Linked DNA regions of Mus musculus: all the other regions are linked to region 2. Evidence: chromatin contacts called from public Micro-C, promoter capture Hi-C and targeted proximity ligation data. All regions are on one chromosome and are shown on one strand. The core of a region is the stretch at or near the end of the contact, and the rest is flanking DNA. Distances in the headings are between cores, read along the strand shown.

What was found. Promoter capture Hi-C pulls out the DNA fragments that hold promoters and counts their contacts. A called contact is a pair of places that touch in the nucleus more often than the background predicts.
Region 1: a contact with region 2 is called in a Micro-C map of embryonic stem cells, with 3 times the contacts expected there. A contact is called at or near these places in 1 of 39 promoter capture datasets (hippocampal neurons) and 2 of 484 Hi-C or Micro-C datasets (B cells and embryonic stem cells).
Region 3: a Micro-C map of embryonic stem cells shows a contact between it and region 2, with 13 times the contacts expected there. A contact is called at or near these places in 3 of 39 promoter capture datasets (embryonic stem cells and hippocampal neurons), 14 of 484 Hi-C or Micro-C datasets (embryonic stem cells and stem cell-derived epiblast-like cells) and 2 of 130 datasets of targeted methods (both in embryonic stem cells).
Region 4: a Micro-C map of embryonic stem cells shows a contact between it and region 2, with 5 times the contacts expected there. A contact is called at or near these places in 1 of 484 Hi-C or Micro-C datasets (embryonic stem cells) and 2 of 130 datasets of targeted methods (embryonic stem cells and pancreatic cancer cells).
Region 5: a contact with region 2 is called in a promoter capture Hi-C map of embryonic stem cells, with 7 times the contacts expected there. A contact is called at or near these places in 2 of 39 promoter capture datasets (embryonic stem cells and hippocampal neurons), 3 of 484 Hi-C or Micro-C datasets (all in embryonic stem cells), 1 of 130 datasets of targeted methods (embryonic stem cells) and 1 of 9 other capture datasets (embryonic stem cells).
Region 6: a contact with region 2 is called in a targeted proximity ligation map of astrocytes, with 5 times the contacts expected there. A contact is called at or near these places in 4 of 39 promoter capture datasets (the C10 cell line, hippocampal neurons, liver and 1 more), 1 of 484 Hi-C or Micro-C datasets (the G1E-ER4 cell line) and 1 of 130 datasets of targeted methods (astrocytes).

The regions. Positions count from the first base shown.
Region 1 is chr19:24,998,256-25,000,955 of GRCm38.p6, reverse strand. It overlaps Dock8 (dedicator of cytokinesis 8), which reads right to left and starts at 1,427. Exons shown (of 48, transcript NM_028785.3): 1 at 1,253-1,427. The coding sequence starts at 1,305.
Region 2 is chr19:26,603,781-26,606,480 of GRCm38.p6, reverse strand. It overlaps Smarca2 (SWI/SNF related, matrix associated, actin dependent regulator of chromatin, subfamily a, member 2), which reads right to left and starts at 1,321. Exons shown (of 33, transcript NM_011416.2): 1 at 1,248-1,321. Gm52395 (a long non-coding RNA gene) reads left to right here. Exons shown (of 7, transcript XR_003952911.1): 1 at 1-330; 2 at 432-1,232.
Region 3 is chr19:24,899,692-24,902,436 of GRCm38.p6, reverse strand. Foxd4 (forkhead box D4) reads left to right here and starts at 1,421. Exons shown (of 1, transcript NM_008022.3): 1 at 1,421-2,745. The coding sequence starts at 1,603.
Region 4 is chr19:25,235,626-25,238,325 of GRCm38.p6, reverse strand. It overlaps Kank1 (KN motif and ankyrin repeat domains 1), which reads right to left and starts at 1,351. Exons shown (of 14, transcript NM_181404.6): 1 at 1,009-1,351.
Region 5 is chr19:25,504,270-25,506,969 of GRCm38.p6, reverse strand. Dmrt1 (doublesex and mab-3 related transcription factor 1) reads right to left here and starts at 1,264. Exons shown (of 5, transcript NM_015826.5): 1 at 769-1,264. The coding sequence starts at 1,116.
Region 6 is chr19:24,960,334-24,963,033 of GRCm38.p6, reverse strand. Cbwd1 (COBW domain containing 1) reads left to right here and starts at 1,418. Exons shown (of 15, transcript NM_146097.3): 1 at 1,418-1,650. The coding sequence starts at 1,503.

The DNA of each region.
Region 1 (2,700 bases), core at 178-2,677, 1.6 Mb after region 2:
ACCAACCCCGAAGCTCCTTGCAAGAGCGTCTCCAGGCTTGCATTAGGTCCCAGACAGTCACTTCAGATCAGTCTCACCCCTCCTGAATCCCTAACAGCTTCCTGCCCTTGTTCCTTGTTTCCTGGCTTTTTTTCTTTCTCATGACAGGGACAAAGAGAGGAGAAGCGGGGAAGGCAATGATGACAGCCATCAAAACTTCCTATGCCCCTACGGCCCCACTGCAGCCAGGACAGCCTGATGAGGGGAAAGGCTCCGATAGGAAGACTGAATTATGATATAGTTACCCTTTAGCATTTGTATACAGTCCACATTAATAATTAAACTAATTGGACAGATGAAATAGTGAAGGAAGTGAAAGGTCTTGCTCACAACTGCACAGGGAAACTCCACTGGCCCTCTGTGGTCCTTACCGCTCACTATTCAAGGATGGTGATTCCTAGTGACTCCAGCTTCACTCACTAGCAGCCCAAAGATGAATTACTGTGGGCCAGCGTCCCACATGCAAAAACAAACAAACAAGAACAAGAAAAAAACACCAACCCTGGAAGTCCTCCAGAGCGCTGCCCTTCCACATTATCTTTTAGCCAGGCAGTCTAGATTTCCCAGGTCAAGGCAAAAATGCCCCCTTGAATACTTGTCAGCAGTTTTCAGTGGAGGAAACGCCGCCGCTTGAGTCTACCGAGAACTTTATGAGTAGTCAACTCACAGAGATGTGGCGTGTGCAGCTCTGTTTATAAATTGGAAATCCCTGTGTTCTTCACTTTTCTAGAGTGCTAGAAATCTTTAAACGTCAGCTACAGCTCATTCCCTTTCGCTTATTTAAAGGAGGAATTTTTTTAAAATCATTTTTTCCACTTCATGGTTGGCTCCTTTTGGACCAAGGTATAAAAATAGCGCTGCCATCCAAAGCCAAGATGTTTTTTGGAAAGAGGGGGTTGAAAGAGCCCTAACCCTGGACCACGGACCGATCTGCTTCAAAGCAGGGCTGATTTTCAGCCACTTAGCTTCTTTCCGCTGTCTCCCGACTGGAAGGAAGGCGCAATTTGTTAAGCCAAGTTCGGGCGCGCGACCCCGCGCTCCGGGTCGGGCCACCTGTCTCAGAACAGCGAGGGCGGCGGGAGCCACGCCGGGTTGGGGAGGTGGCGCAAGACGCTGGTCCGGACAGCAGCGCGGGTGACAAGAGGACGAGAATGAGTCGCCACGGGGACCGGCGCGCCCCGCCGCGGACTGGCCAGGAACCGCGCCGTCTTACCTGTTGATCTTGAGCGCGAAGGCGCGGCGCTCGGCGCTCGGCAGCGTGGCCATGGCGCGCGCGCGCGGTTCCACGGCTTCGGGGCTCGCGGGGCTGCGGGGGGACGGGACCCGAACGCACAGCCGCTGCAGAGCCCGGCGCGCCCGGCGCCAGCCTCATCTGTCAGCCGCGCCGCGGAAACTTCCGCATTTCCACCTTGGCCGCGCAGCTCCCGGGGGGAGGGCTCTGCTCCCTCCGCCGCCCGCGGCGCCGCCCGGCCTGGCACGCACCGAGCGCTTGGCGAGGGCGTGGACGCCGCGCCGAGCCGCGCTCCGGATACTCAGAGTCGCCGGCCGCAGGCGCGCGTTTCCCCCGCCGCTGACCCGGGACCGACGGGCACGGTGGCTGCGGAGCGCGGACCGCGAGAGCTGGCCGGAAACGCCGGCGGCCGGAGCCGGAGGGCGACTGGGGCAGTGAGCGCTGGATCCAGAAGCAGCCAGCGGGGTCTGGAGGGGCCACCCGGTGGATTGACGCCATTCCTGGGAACATTTCTTTTTAAGGCAGCCTCTTAGGACATCAGTCGACTTTTTCCCAGCCGAAGGCGCACTGTCATTCATGGGACACTTTATTATAATGGCTGCATCCCACGAGTAAATATTAGGAGCTATATGACTTTTCATTTTAGAACCTGAGGGAATACACAGCATTGAGATTGACCGGTATCTCAACAGAGTTCTGTTTTACATGGAGAAACCTGACCAGACCACAAAGGAGAAATCTGGAGAAATAAAAATAAAAATAATCCCCAAAGGATGAGCGTGGAAAAGACTGTGCCTATTTCAAGTAATATATTTGGTCCAAGTTGTGTTGTATGAACTCCGTGTGTTTCCACTTGTCAACTTGCCTTCGGAAACACGAAAGGGCTATATTTTTGGCTCAAAGCTGCAGAGTCTAGATATGGAAGCCACAAGCCACATGTGGCCGTTGGCCACTTGAATTTTTGGTTAGTCTAAAGTGAGATGGGTTGGAAAATAAATACACACTGGGTTTCCAAGACAGTACAGAAAAAAAATAAGGCAAAATGTCTTAATTTTTGTATTGATTGCATGTTAAAAACAATCCTTTGGAAGCTGTTAAGTTAAGAAACATATTATTAAAGATAATTTCACCTGTTTGTTTTTCCCTGTATTAAAATGTGGCTCCCATTAAGAAGATGTAAAAATTACTTCCTTAGCTCACATTTGCTGGCACATTGAGTTCTTACTGAACAACACTGGTCCACTACAACTTAATTTGTAACCTAATACTAAAATACTGGCCGACCATATGCTATTTATTCTTGGCAGCCTTCTTCCTCTGCTTCTGGGTAGGTAGTTGAGCAAACCTTCAGAGCTGGTTAGGTAACTCTCCCCCTCCCTCATACCAATGCCTTTAAACATAAAAGACAATGTGTACAACATAACAATACA
Region 2 (2,700 bases), core at 72-2,571:
GCCCGGGTGCGTGCGGGTCCTGTTGTGACAGTCAGGCAGAGAGGATTATCCGGATCATGGCCTCCCCAGCCCTCAGCCGCCGTGGCTCTCCCGGGTCCCTGTGCGCCCCTGACACTCAGACCATCCCAGGCGCCCCGCGTCTGCAGCTTCCTCGGCGCTTGCCAAGGAAAGACACCAAGCAAAAGAAAACAAACCCAGAGAGGGGAGGGGAGGCTAACAGAGCCTAGTGGACACCTCGGACCTCTTTCCTTGGGGCTTCCTTCCACCCTCTGTAATGAGACCCGGGCTGGACACCCCGAACTTCAACATCCTAGCCCGCGCTGCCTCTAGGTACCAGACAAGAGGGTCCGCGGCGCCACGGCCATAGCCCCCGGGGCCAACCCTTTCACCTAAAGGCCTGTCACCAATCAACATTCCCTTCCCTGCCCTAGGGAACCCCGGGAGTGGAGGTGACACCTCGGAGCCCCAAGGCACCAACCCTGTGGTAGTGGCCGCCGCCCGCTCAGTGCGCCATCCCAGACTACTACCGCCAAGATCTGCTCTCGTCCCCGCAGCCGGAGCCCTTTAAACAAGTCCCCGGGAGGCGAATAGCAGCCGTGTTGGTTGGCGCCCTGCCGCCAGCCCGGGCTCCTCACCCTCCTTCCCTCCTTTCCTGTTCCCTTCCAACTCTAACGGGGAGGATGGCTCGGGGTGAACTGTCGCGTTTCCAGTCCCCCGCCTCCCAACCCCTCCGCCCCCCGGCCCGGAGTTCCCAAATCCCCCTCTCCTCTTGCCACTAGCCCTCCCCACCTCTGCTTTTTAGGGGATAGGAGGGGGGGGGGGATGCAACCTGGCGGAGAGTGTGTTGCAACCCTGAGTTGGCAGCGCATCACTGTCAACCTGCCCAGGGTCAAGGCTGTGACATGTTGGGATTTCTTCTCCTTGCCCCCTCGAAGTAGTAATTATTACTGTTATTATTAGAACGGCGAGGTTCGGTTGAAACTTTGTTTCTTTTATCGCCACCCGGGAGCTGTGGTTAGAGCATTCCACCTGAGGCCCGCGGGGAAGAGGCGGGCTTTTTTGTTGTTGTAGCGGTTGGCCCGCCTGTTTGTTTTGGTCTTCCAGCATGCACAATAAATAATGATTAGGATAAGGATGCATAATCCGGGGCGAAGGCGGCGCGGTGCCCAAGGGGTTCGGCGGCCGCTGCGGCTGCTGTAAGGCCGGAGCCGTGGAGAGAAGAGAAAGGAGTTGTAAGTTATATTTACCTTGCTCGCGAGCAGTGTGCTGGCTGAATCTTCCCTCTCTGAGTCACCCAGAGTACAGAAACAGAGGGAGCGAGGACTAGATTATGAATATGACTTCATTGATGACAGCCGTCCCCTCCTCTTCCTAAACTCGGGCTCCGCCCCGCGTCCCACCCTCGCCGCCTCCACGGGCGCCGGAAGACGCGCCGCAGTTGGCCCCGCGAGCCGCTCCTCCCTGCCCGGCCCGGCGCGGGTTGGTGGGACGCTCCTGTCACTCGCCCTGCTCAGCGACTCCGGGAGCGCGCGGGGGGAGCAGGGGGCGGTGTGCAAGAATGTGGATCTAGACAGCTCTACTGTATGCGTGGATCTGTGTGTGTCTGCGAGGCGCCGGCTCTCCGCCGTGTTTGTGCCTGGAGCAGAGAAACTGCGCAGGACAAGCAACCAGCCCGCAGCCCTGCTGGACTCGGGAGCCGCACATCCTTTAGCTGGCAGTAGCCTTCCGAGCTTCTCCGAGGAGACTGGGGGAACCCCCCGAAGCGAAGGGGAGGGCAGCCGTAGTAATCGAGCGTAGTAGTTCTGGGGAATGTGGAGACCGTGCTGGAATTTAAGTGTGCCTGCGCCTGCCAGCTCGAGCCTGCAGAGAGAAAGGGAGGGGACGGCGGGGGCAGGGCTCCGGGTGGCACCAAAGCTGTTTGTGGCAGTGTTGGCCGCGGGGGTGGGAGGGAATGGGCATTATCATACGAGCTGAAACTTTTTCGACCCCCGCCTCCTCCCCGTTTCTCTCAAGGCTGTCATAAATTTGCGTTCTTCCCACCCATCCCCAGCCCCCAGTGAAAAGGGAGGCGGCACAAAGAGCGAGCTTGCCAAATCTGTCTCATCCCTAAAGGACTGCAAGCTTCCAAATGCCAGAGAAGAGAAACAGCTGAGAGGCCGGCCGCCTAGTAAATAAATAAACCCAGATAAACCCTCCTAACCCCTCTGTTTACTTCGGAAAGGCACGAAGCACTTTCACCTCCCCTCACCTGTCGTCTTCGAATAAAATATACATAAAAATGTGGGAGGAGAGAACGACCCGCGAGGGTAGGGCGGGAGAGTCAGGGGGCAGCTGAACCATGGGATCTGCTTTTGATTTAAAAAGGGAAATAAATCTCAATCTCTACAGACCGAAGTCTCCTCTCTCTTCCACCCCACATTTAAGACCAATTAAGGCTACAAACTGCAATTTGCCTGCACGTAGTGGTTTGGAGAGCTAGTGTTTCAGTTTTCCTTGAAATACAGTATGTCTGCCGGACCCTAGGTCACTATTTGGTGAGGCGGTTTTATTTTTAGTTTTATGAAGTGTGAAAGAATGTTAGGAGATTTTAAATCAGAGGCCTATTATATTAGACTCAGATTAATGTAGGTGCTTGACTCTTAAAATTAAAACTGCTCCTATGTGGTCATGTTATGAAAAAGTATGATCTATTCCTTATTT
Region 3 (2,745 bases), core at 172-2,671, 1.7 Mb after region 2:
ACCTGCCGGCCCTCCTGCAGTTTAAAATCACACAAATAGTCATTGGTCAATTTTGGATTTAAACACAAATCTGTGAGGCTCAGATCTGTTGTTTGTCCTACCTCAAGCTGCACACAATAGAGAGCCTTGGAGGGTAAAACCCTCCACAGAGCAATGCAGCTTAACTCAAAGGCTGGCAAGGGAGCTGCTCTCCAAAAGATGCTAACTTCTTTAAACTACTTTAATCCCAAAGGCGATGAGCTATTTTTGGTAGTCAGTTTCTGATTTCTCAATAAAGGTCACAATCACAAACATAAACGTTGAAGGTGGCACAACTTTCATCCTTTCCTAGTGCATCTTTTTAGATTTCACCTTCCCAATTCCCCCAATATGTACTTTGTATTTTGCTATGCAATCCCTATTTATGTAACAGACATACTCTACCATATTGTTACTTTAGCTGCTGGGCTAACTCACATGAAACCAATCTAAAAGCTTAGGTACTCCAAAGCCTTCAAGCAAGTCCTGGGGTCCCTGTCCTGCTCTGCAGTGTGGATGCCTTACCATGGACCTCTGGACTATCTAGTGTCAGGGACACTGCAACCCCGCCCTTCCTCGATTTATTGTTATTACCACAGTAAAGCACTTGTGTTTCTGGATGGATGTTCGGGTTGGGGGGAGGGGTAGGGGACAAAGCCAAGCAGGTAGATGCACTCATATAGTGAGGGCATTCCTTTCTTTATAAAATTACTTTGGGGGAAACAGTATTTGTGTAGTGAAATCAATGTAGTTGGTAAAGACAACGAAGGAAAAGAAGATGAAGATACCAGTTGCCTCTGTGGTGCTAGTGTGTTGCTTTCTGAAGCCTCTTCTAGGCATCCCTGTCTGAACGTGAAAAAATAATTTGCACCTTTGCTCCGCTGGCTAAATAGTAAAAGAAGCTGGAGGAAAAGAGACTAAGAAAATACTTTTTTTTTTTTTCCTTTTAAAGTCCACACTGAACTTCCACAGTTTATGCTAGGATGCTTTAGTTTTTAGGGAAATCGAGTCACGGGATTATTTGGTGAAGTTTACGAGGAGGGAAGGAGCCATTTCTCTGGAATGGGGGCATATAGCTTTAAGTCAGTGTGCCATTCTGTTTGAGATACATCTCATTACTCGCCAAAGTCAGTACTGGGAAGGTCTAAATGTCGACGTGGTCCCACATCGTCGTTGTGTATCATGTTTTCCCTCTTGATTTTTATTTGTGCAGCTTTAGAGAAACATCAACAGAGCCCGCACAATGTCAGAGCACTTTGGCTGATTAAACCATCCTCCGTAGTGGATGGTTGTGAAGAGGAGGGACCAAGGACCCCCCATCATTGGACCGCGTCAGGAGGACGTGGCTCCAGCCCGAGGAACGGCAAAGAAGGATATATAGCTGCGCACTTCTCAGAGAAACTTAAAACACCAAGTGCTCCTTGCCAAAGGGTGTTAGAAAGAAAAAGCAGAAAAGAACAAGGAAGCCTAACCTAGGAGCGCTCCAGTTTCCCAGCAGACTCATCCTTGCTAACTCACCCATCCCAAACCAGGTGAGCTGCCCCCACGTCCGTCCCCTCCTCTCCCTCTTCCCTCCTATCCTCCATGAACTCAGCAAGAGCTGGGCACCTTCGTTCCACTCCACCGCCCAGTCCTCTAAGTTCCGACCAGGATGAGGTGGAGATCGACGTGCTGGCAGAGGAGGAAGATGGAGATCAGACGGAAGAAGAGGATGACGAGGAGGAGAGCCATAAGTGCCTGGAGCGATCCCTGCAGAGGCCCGGAGCCCGCACTCTTGCAGGGAGGAGCGCGGGGGACTGCGGCGATCTGAGTAACTCCTCCGGGTTCCTCCGCAAGTTCCGAGCACCACGGACCCCGGCGACCACCACAGCCGACGGCCCGCAGCCCGCCAAACCCCCGTACTCCTACATCGCGCTCATCACCATGGCCATCCTGCAGAGCCCGCACAAGCGCCTGACGCTCAGCGGTATCTGCGCCTTCATCAGCGGCCGCTTCCCCTATTACCGCCGTAAGTTCCCCGCCTGGCAGAACAGCATCCGCCACAACCTGTCGCTCAACGACTGCTTCGTCAAGATCCCTCGCGAGCCGGGCCACCCGGGCAAGGGCAACTATTGGAGCCTGGACCCCGCCTCCCAGGACATGTTCGACAACGGCAGCTTCCTCCGGCGCAGGAAGCGCTTCAAGCGCCACCACCCGCCCTCGGGAGGCCACCCGCACTGCCCTTTCCCTCCACCCGCTGTGCCCGCCACCCTGCACGTCTCCCAGCCCAGCCTCCTGCTCCGCTACTCTGCCCCACCACAGCCTAACCTCGCAGCTCATCCCGCTGCCCCGCCTCGGAGTCACCCGTGCGCCCCGCTGCATCCGCATCCCATGCGCTACCTGCTGCTCGCGGCCCCGGCCTATGGCGACAACCCTAGAAAAGCGGAAGGCGCGGACCCCGCCACCCCCTTAGCCATTCCCGCGCTGCAGCCCGTACTGGGTTCCCAGCCTTGGGAGAGAGACCAGAGCTCTGGAACTCGGTCCGGACGCGGGTGCGCTTCGTTCACCATCGAGAGCATCATGCAGGGGGTTACAGGAGGAGGAACTGGGTCTGCGCAGAGTCCGTCCTTTGCTCCGTGGAGCTACTGCCACCTGCTGCAACATCCACCGTGCCTGCTGCACCCCCAGGCCGCTTCCCCTTTGTTTCACATGTCCGCAGGTTCCCGGACAATATTGCCTCAGCAGCCG
Region 4 (2,700 bases), core at 102-2,601, 1.4 Mb after region 2:
GGCAGACAGACACTCCTCCATCCTCACCCTTTTTAATCTCCCCAATCAACTGACACACTTTCCCGCAGCCGCCCTGCTCAGCACTTTCCCAAAATTTAGCTGTAAAACAACCGAAGGTTGATTACGTGTCTTCTCACTATCTATCTATCCCTCTTACCCGAGGGAAGAGACAGAAACAGCAGCCGCTCGGTCCCGGAGATGGTTTTTGTGGAGAGGTGGGAGCGTTGTTGATGGCATAATTTTATTATTATATGAAAAGCCAATGACTCATGAATTTTAAAGTATATTGATGTGTATTACATCCAACTTTTAAAATAAAACTTAAATAGATTAAACATTGAAGAGCCCAACAACTTACTGGAGAGCGATGCACGAAATGAGAAACAAGATAACTAAGTACCGCATAAAAGCCAACTCTAACAAACTCGCAATTAACGCAAGGAGGCTTTGGTTCCCAAGTAGCCCAGGTGACAACCAAGGTCACTGATCCGGGGGATTGGCATTCCTGATTAGTCTTGGGCTCTCGGTCTGATTCCATACTTTAATTAGACGAACGGAGAGGCACCTCGGGAGAGAAGTGCAGAAAACAAGCGCTGGGGGACGCCACAGAACATTGCCAACGCGAACAACGAGGCCTGCGCCGGGTCAGCCGCGCGGAGTCAGCTCAGGCCGGACCGCCCGCGAAAAGTTGCCTTTGAAAGTTGCAAAGGGACCTGGTGAGGGGGGATGAGACTCACCAGCTCCGCGGCTCCCGAGCGCGGGGTTTCCCACGTACCTGCGCGACCAAGTGTGCCCCGGGACGCTGCCACCCGTCCTGCTGGACCTGACACTGCAGGTCCTCAGGAACTCAAGCAGGTCCCGGAGCTTAGGGCGGCCCCTAAAGGCCGCACCCACCCCTCCCCCACGCCCAGACCCTGCAACACCAGCTAGGGCCACCTGCCGCTCCGGGACCGGGATAAAGGAGCACTAATCGCCGCTTCCTACTGCCAGAGGGTACACCAATCTTACCCTGGGACGCCTCGGAAAAGGGCGCTGCACTGCACTGCACTGCACTCCGGCTCCGAAAGGACGGCTTAGTATCAAAGGACCAGCGCGCCCCACTCCAGGTCGGGAGGCGCCGCCCCCTCGAGCGCCAGCGGTGATCCCAGGCGACTGCTAGCCAAGGCAACCCCACGGACCTTCCCAGGGCAATCTCAGGGCCAGTGTCGCCGTGCGCTCCAGCACGCGCCAAGAGTGTGAGGCTGGGCACCCTGTTGGCTCAGGGTAGAGTCGGAGTTCAGGCGCCCCAGATCGTCCCTGCAGGGGACAGGAGCGCAGCGTTGCCACTACTCACCTCCAGCGCCGCGAATCTGGAGCTGGCACAGGGCGGGCGGCTCGCGGGGAGGGACCGAGAAGCGCTGGGCGGGGCCTCGGGCAGCGCCAGACTCAAACCCCAGTTACACTAGATCGCGGAGCAGAATCCTGCAGTGGCCGTGCAAGAGTAACTTGCGGCTGCCGGGAGCCACCGAGTGCAGGGACACAAACCGGCTGCAGCTCTAACCGAGAAGTCCGCAAGGCACCGCGCGCTCTTTGTACCCGAGAGCCGGCCGTGGAGAGCCCAGTGCGCCTGCGCGCCGCCGCGACTCTCCTAGGCGCACCTCCACACCACTGGTTCCTACCCGCCCGAGCGACCCTCCCATTCGCCCTGGAGGGGGTTCGGTGCGAGCAAGTTTTCGACCTTGGGAGCTGGGCGCGCCAGGAGCAGAGTAGCACCCTAATAGCGCCTGTTACCGGGCGCCGTTAAGACGTTGGCTTGGGAACCTGAATGGAGTAGGAGACTCGAGGTTTCAAGTCCGCTCTGGAGCCGATGGAAAGTTCCAGCCAACTAGCAAGCCGCAGGGACCTAGATTCATTCCTTCCAGCACTCCTAGCAGAGTGAGGAGTCTGGAGTCCAAACTGACAAGGCCTGGCTACAGGGTGTGGAGCACAAGAAAGAAGTCACTTGTCCCTAAAAGCTTCATCAGAAGAAAGGGCAGTAGATCCACAAGAGATGAGTTGGGAACTGAGGCACAAGTCCTCTTTCAAGAAGATGGCCAAAGACAGAGAGTCCAGTGATCAAAAACAACATAACTGCTGGGGAACATAACAGAAGCCTGGAAGCCGGGCAGTGATGCTGCATGCCTTTGGTCCCAGCACTTGAGAGGCAGAGGCAGGCGGATCTCTGAGTTCCAGGCCAGCCTGGTTTACAGAGTGAGTTCCAGACAGCCAGGGCTACACAGAAAACCAAAAAGAGAAGAAAGGGGGTGGGGAGAAGAGGAGGAGGAAGAGGAGGAGGAGGAGGAGGAGGAGGAAGAAGAAGAAGAAGAAGAAGAAGAAGAAGAAGAAGAAGAAGAAGAAGAAGAAGAAGAAGAAGAAGAAGAAGAAGAAGAAGAAGAAGAAGAAAAAATCTGGAGCGAGGAGGATCCTTTGCTAAATAGCAAGTTCCAGGCCAGGCTGAGCTATATGAAAAATGGGTATTGCTAAAACAACCATAAAGACAGATTTGAAGGTTCTGATCGTCTCGATTGTTTCGTGCCCACTCCACCACACACACACACACACACACACACACACACACACACACACACACACACACAGCACCCCTTCTCCTAGACCAGACTGTTAGAACAAGCAAAAGGCAATGGGTAACAGAGCAAAAGGTCTCCTCCTGGGAACCTCAGT
Region 5 (2,700 bases), core at 15-2,514, 1.1 Mb after region 2:
GCTTGCCCGGGTCCGCGGGGCGAACCCGGAAAGTGCGCCAACTGATGCGCGAACACGCTGTGCTCCCGCCCATCCCGAGGACTTTTCCAGAAAGGCCCAGGAGCAGCACCTTCCCGCGCCACCTGGGTGAAACCTGGCCCATGAAGCCAGGGACCCTAAGGGCCTGAATCCCCGCAACTCAATGTCTGTGTAACGAGAGGTTCGGGGCTATGGAGATTCTTCCCGGAGGAGCGAACCCCTCAATTTTCAGCTAGGGAAGTAGTTTAAAATCATGGCAGCTCTCCCAGTGGAGCAAACCCCTCCAGTCTGCCAGCAAAGTTTGAATCTCGGGACACCCCCACCGACGCCCAAACATTCCTGGTCCCGGGGTTTTCTGATTCAGGGAATCTCGCGACTCCGTTCGCAGAGCGCCCTTGGAGACTATGGGGGCCCAAGTGCGTGGCGAACCCCGAAATTCAGCTGGAAGACGAGGTCAGAATGAAGAGAACCCCGTGCAGAGTTAAATACTGAGCCACTCGTCTACCGATGGCGAGGGTGCACGTGTGCAGCCCGAATCCCACTTCATTGCTCGGAACAACCCCACCCCCACCCCACCCCGCGCCGCAAATCCGCGGGATTCAAGCAGACGGAACCCGCAACCCTCCATCGCCGCCCCACCCCCACCCCGACCCCGACCCCGGCGTCTGGACCGCGGCTCGCCCAAGCCGGCGTCCGTCGATGCTCCCCCACCCCCGCATCTTGCAGGCTTCCCCGGGAGCCCGGACTCACCTGCGCGGCCATCACCCGCTGTCGCTCCGCAATCAGGCTGCACTTCTTGCACTGGCAATCCCGCCACATGCAGAAGCGCTTGTGGCCCTTGAGCGGCGACGCGTAGCCGTGGTTCCTGCAGCGAGCGCATTTGGGCAGCCTCGGGGACTTCTTGCTTCCAGAACCCAGGCCCGACGGCCCGGAGCCCGAGGCACCTCCGCTGCCCCCCGCGCCCGAGCCTCCAGCCGCTCCAGCCATCGCCCCGGCAGCTTTGCTGTAACCTCCGGCTTTGCCCTGCGGCGGGGCCCCGGGAGCGTGAGGAACCTCCGTCGGGGTAGAGGGCTTGCCGAATGTGTCGTCGTTCGGCATGGAGCTTCGTCTCCCGCTCCCGGATCCACCCAGCCGGCTGCCTAGAAGGCGCGCAGGAGGCGGGTGCACCGCAGCTGGACCTGTAGTCTAAATGAAGAGCTCGGGGAGTGGGTGGGGGGTTGTACCTCTTTTCTTTTTTCTTTTTTCTTTTTTTCCCCTTTTGGCGCGCCTAGCCCAGGACTTTTGGATACTTTTCAGAACCTTCCGAGGATTGCGTGGGCGGGAGAGGGCGCTACGCGGCGTGGCCACGCCCACTGTCCCCCAACTCCATCCACTGCGCTTCTGCTGAGTGCAAGCTTGCACCAGCTGCAAAATTGCTACAAACCTCAGCCGTGTGCAGCGCACCAGCACGAGGAACTCTCTCTGCGCGCCCAGCTCCAAGGAATTGAGCTGAGCGCCAATGGTTGCTTGGAGGAGGTGCAGACCACCCTGTGTGGTCGACTAGCTCCCTTCCCTCACCCCTAACGCCCATAGAGGCCTCTTGGCTAACAGAGACTGGCAGCAATTTTCTTCCCCCCACCCCCACTCCCACCCTCTTATTATAAGAGTGAGACAGATTGAACATCCAAGAAAAGCCGGAGTCTTGTGTTTTTGCAGTTCGTGGGGCTCACGCGCCCCAAAAGTTGAAGGCCTGGGCTTTCTGCCTCCCACAGCCCTGTTTATTTGCTCTCAGGATTTCTACCACCTGGCTCCAGATAGATCAATGTGACATTAGGTGGTTCCCCTCTAGCCTGCTTTGCCGTTTGCTGTAGTAGATAGCTTTTGCCTCTGATGCAACTTCCTTTAAGGACTCTGCAGGCGTGTGGATCTCGGGCATTTCAAAACTAAATGTGACTAGGCATACTGTCATCTCAGCACCTGGAAGGCTGAAGCAGAAAATCCACCGTGAGCTCAAGGCCAGTCTATGGCCACGTAATGAGTTCCTGGCCGTTTAGAGTTATAAAGACCCTGTCTTGGAATACATAAGTAAATAGATTTTTAAAATGGAAGAGAGAGAGAGAGAGAGAGAGAGAGAGAGAGAGAGAGAGAGAGAGAGAGAGAGAGAGAGAAACTGAACTGGTGCCAAGCAGCGTGACAGAATTTGTAATTCCCTCACTGTGGTAGAGGCTAAAGGACCCTAAGTTTGCGGTCAGCCTGGGCTAAGTAGAGAGATCCAGCACCCAAAATTAAAAACAAACAAAATGTGAATCTGGGAGAGGGATCATGCAGATGGAAACATTACTCAAAACTCATTCCATGCTAAGATCTATTTTATTGTATGGAAATGAACGTCACAACCCAACCCCCATCCCCTGCTCCATCACTCTGGAGCCTTTCCTAGGTTTCCCACCTGCTCTCTGCCAGTGTCCTCTGTCCTCTGGCTTCACTTGGGGGAGCAAATGCCCTCAAGATCAGCTCAACCAATGTCCAGATTCCTGTGTCTCTCAAAGTCTGCACTCCCCAATAAATCACTAAATCAGAATGTCTAGCCTGGCAGCTAATATCTGTTATCTCAGCAACTGAGGAGTTGTGAATTCCAGGCCGGCCTGAACTACATACATACAAGATGAAGTCCAGTACAGCCCTACCCCCTACTCCCAAAAA
Region 6 (2,700 bases), core at 169-2,668, 1.6 Mb after region 2:
TTGAGATATGCTTATCTGGTAGCAGGTAGCCAGTACTTTGTACCTGTTTTTCACCAATTAATTTTTCCAGTCTGGATATGTGGCATTTTGTTTGTCTATCAGTTGATGGGTGTTTAGAGTACATTGAACACCCAATGTATATAACTTATTAAAACCTCATTTTGAGGGGCTGGAGAGAGAGCTCAGCATTTAAGAGCACTGACTGCTCTTCTAGAGGTCCTGAGTTCAATTCCCAGCAACCATATGGTCGTTCACAGCCATCTGTAATGGGATCTGATGCCCACAGAGCAATGCTTGCTAGCCCCTCTTAAAGCCTGAAATTAAACATGGTCAAAACACATAAAAAGATGCTCAGTTTTGTTCAAATCCAAAGAAATACAACTGATGATCACATTGAGGTACTATTTTGTATTTAATTGGGAAAAAAATTCATGTCTGCTAATATTGACATTACACCAATATGATCTCTTACATTGTTGGGAAAATGTATGACTGTCTCAAAATGAAACAAAACAGCAACACCTGAAAACAATTGACAGGAAATTCAGTAGTGAAGCTGGAAATCCAGCAAACCCCAAGAGAGTATACATTGAATGGTACTCTTTTTTATGAAATTGAAAAACAAACAATGGTCAATGTTATTTATGTGCGTGTGTATAAGGACAAACCATAACAAACACATAAAGGAATGTTCAGTATTCCCAAGAAGATTCATGATTATAGTTAGTATTCTAGGCTGGGGTAGAAGAGATGCAATTTAATGTTTTTGGGTTAGGGTACTATCAAGGAATCCACTATAAACACACACAAAGGAGTCCAGAGACTAATGAGAATATTATGAACCAATAAATACAATTATTGATCTGAGTTTACCTTATGTCCAAGTAAAGGAGAAAGAAAAATAAATAAAACTATTACATTGTAAAAGATGAGATAGCTATAATACATAATTATCATTGTAGAATAATTATAATATATAGCATGACTTCACAATTACTCTTTTCCTTGTGAATGAAAGAGATGGACTTCATGAGAATAAAAAAAAAATGGCAACTTGAAAAATGTCTGTCCTGTGGTGAAGCTGCCCAAGCCTAATAGGTGTTGCCTCAGCCCAAGCAACAGACAGTGGCTAACAGCTGGAGCCCACTACAGCTTCGAGGCAAGGGAGCTCCTAGCGTCCTAACAGCAAAGTGCAGTTTGGCCCACGGGCAGAGGGCACGCCCCTAGAGCGTGCTTCACACCCGGGGGGTGTGTCCCTCTCTATAAGGGGCGTGTCCACTGTGCGTGGGGGTGTATCTATCTCTGCGTAGGGGCGTGCCTCCCCCGGGAAGGCGTGTCTAGTTTGAATAGTGGCGTAGCTGGAGGGCGGGCTGGTTCCTCAGAGGCCTGCTCCGCGACGCGTTGTGGTGACATCATCAGCCCCGCGCCGACTGAATCCTGTCGCGGAAACGCGACTGGCGGCAGCTCTTTAGTTCTGGAGTCACTGGTGTCCTGCTGGCGGCATGTTACCTGCTGTGAAAACTGTGGAGGCGGAAGAAGAGTACGCGGAGGATTGTCCTGAATTGGTCCCCATTGAGACCAAGAACCAAGAAGAGGAAAATCTTGACTTCATCACTAAGATTCCAGTCACAATTGTCACCGGGTACTTAGGTAATTAAGGGGGGCTGCCGTGTCTCCTCAGGCACCCGGGCCTCCTGGCCGAGGACGAATCTTCGAGGTAGGGGCTGGGGCCTCTCTTCTAGCATTTTCAAAGGTAGTTTTGAAACTCAGACTCACCTAATGTTATGGTCTCTTGATTAAGTTGTCTTTCATTTGTGAAGCTCATCTCCCCTCAGTTTAGAGTAGAAATAATAAAGTCATCTGAGTTTTCTCATTAAAAAACAGAAAAACAAAAAACCAAAGCAAAACAAAGCCAAATGGTCTATTGTTATTAAAGGATGCCCTGGTCAAGGAAAAAAAAAAAAAAAGAAAGAAAAAGAAAACAAAGATGCCGACTGTAGATTGCCTGACACCTTGCTTAGTGGATTCCATTTCACAGGAACCAAACTCTTCCAGCCATTAGTGACAAGTCCTAAACTGTGCCCTCCCCTTTTGAGGTCCGCTTGGAAAGCACTGTTAAGAGATTGATTTAGAGTAAGACCTTTGTTTTGGGAACTTTCCTAAGCTGGGGGTCTTGAGGGTGCACCTCGGGGGTGTGGTCCTTGGAAAACACAGATTTGTGAAACACGGTGCAGTTTTCTGAAGATCAGTCCACGTGCTTATTTTTTGTTGGAAATGTCTAGATATCCTTTTAAAGCATTACAGTTAACAGCAACAACAAGTAAGTGGCTGAAAATGTGGACAAATAAAAATTGTGGAAAAAATATGAATCAAGTGGTACTCTCATTCCTGTGTGTTGCAACAGACAAGTTGAATCTCGGTGCACCCTTTAGATACAACAAAGAAATCACTGTTGTCTCCACACCACCAGGTTTTGTTTGTTTGTTTGTTTGTTTGTTTGTTTTTCCCCTTCTAGAGTCAGACCAAGGATATTCTAGATTTTACTTGGGCTTCATTTTTATAAAGGAATAACGTTTTGGATTCAGATGCTATTCTATAGAATCAGAGCAAATTTCCTGGTCCAAAGAACATACTTCAGAGTTGGCCCTTGGCCTTTCTGCATTTGGCTTACTGATAGATGAAAGGGACAATACAGGTAAT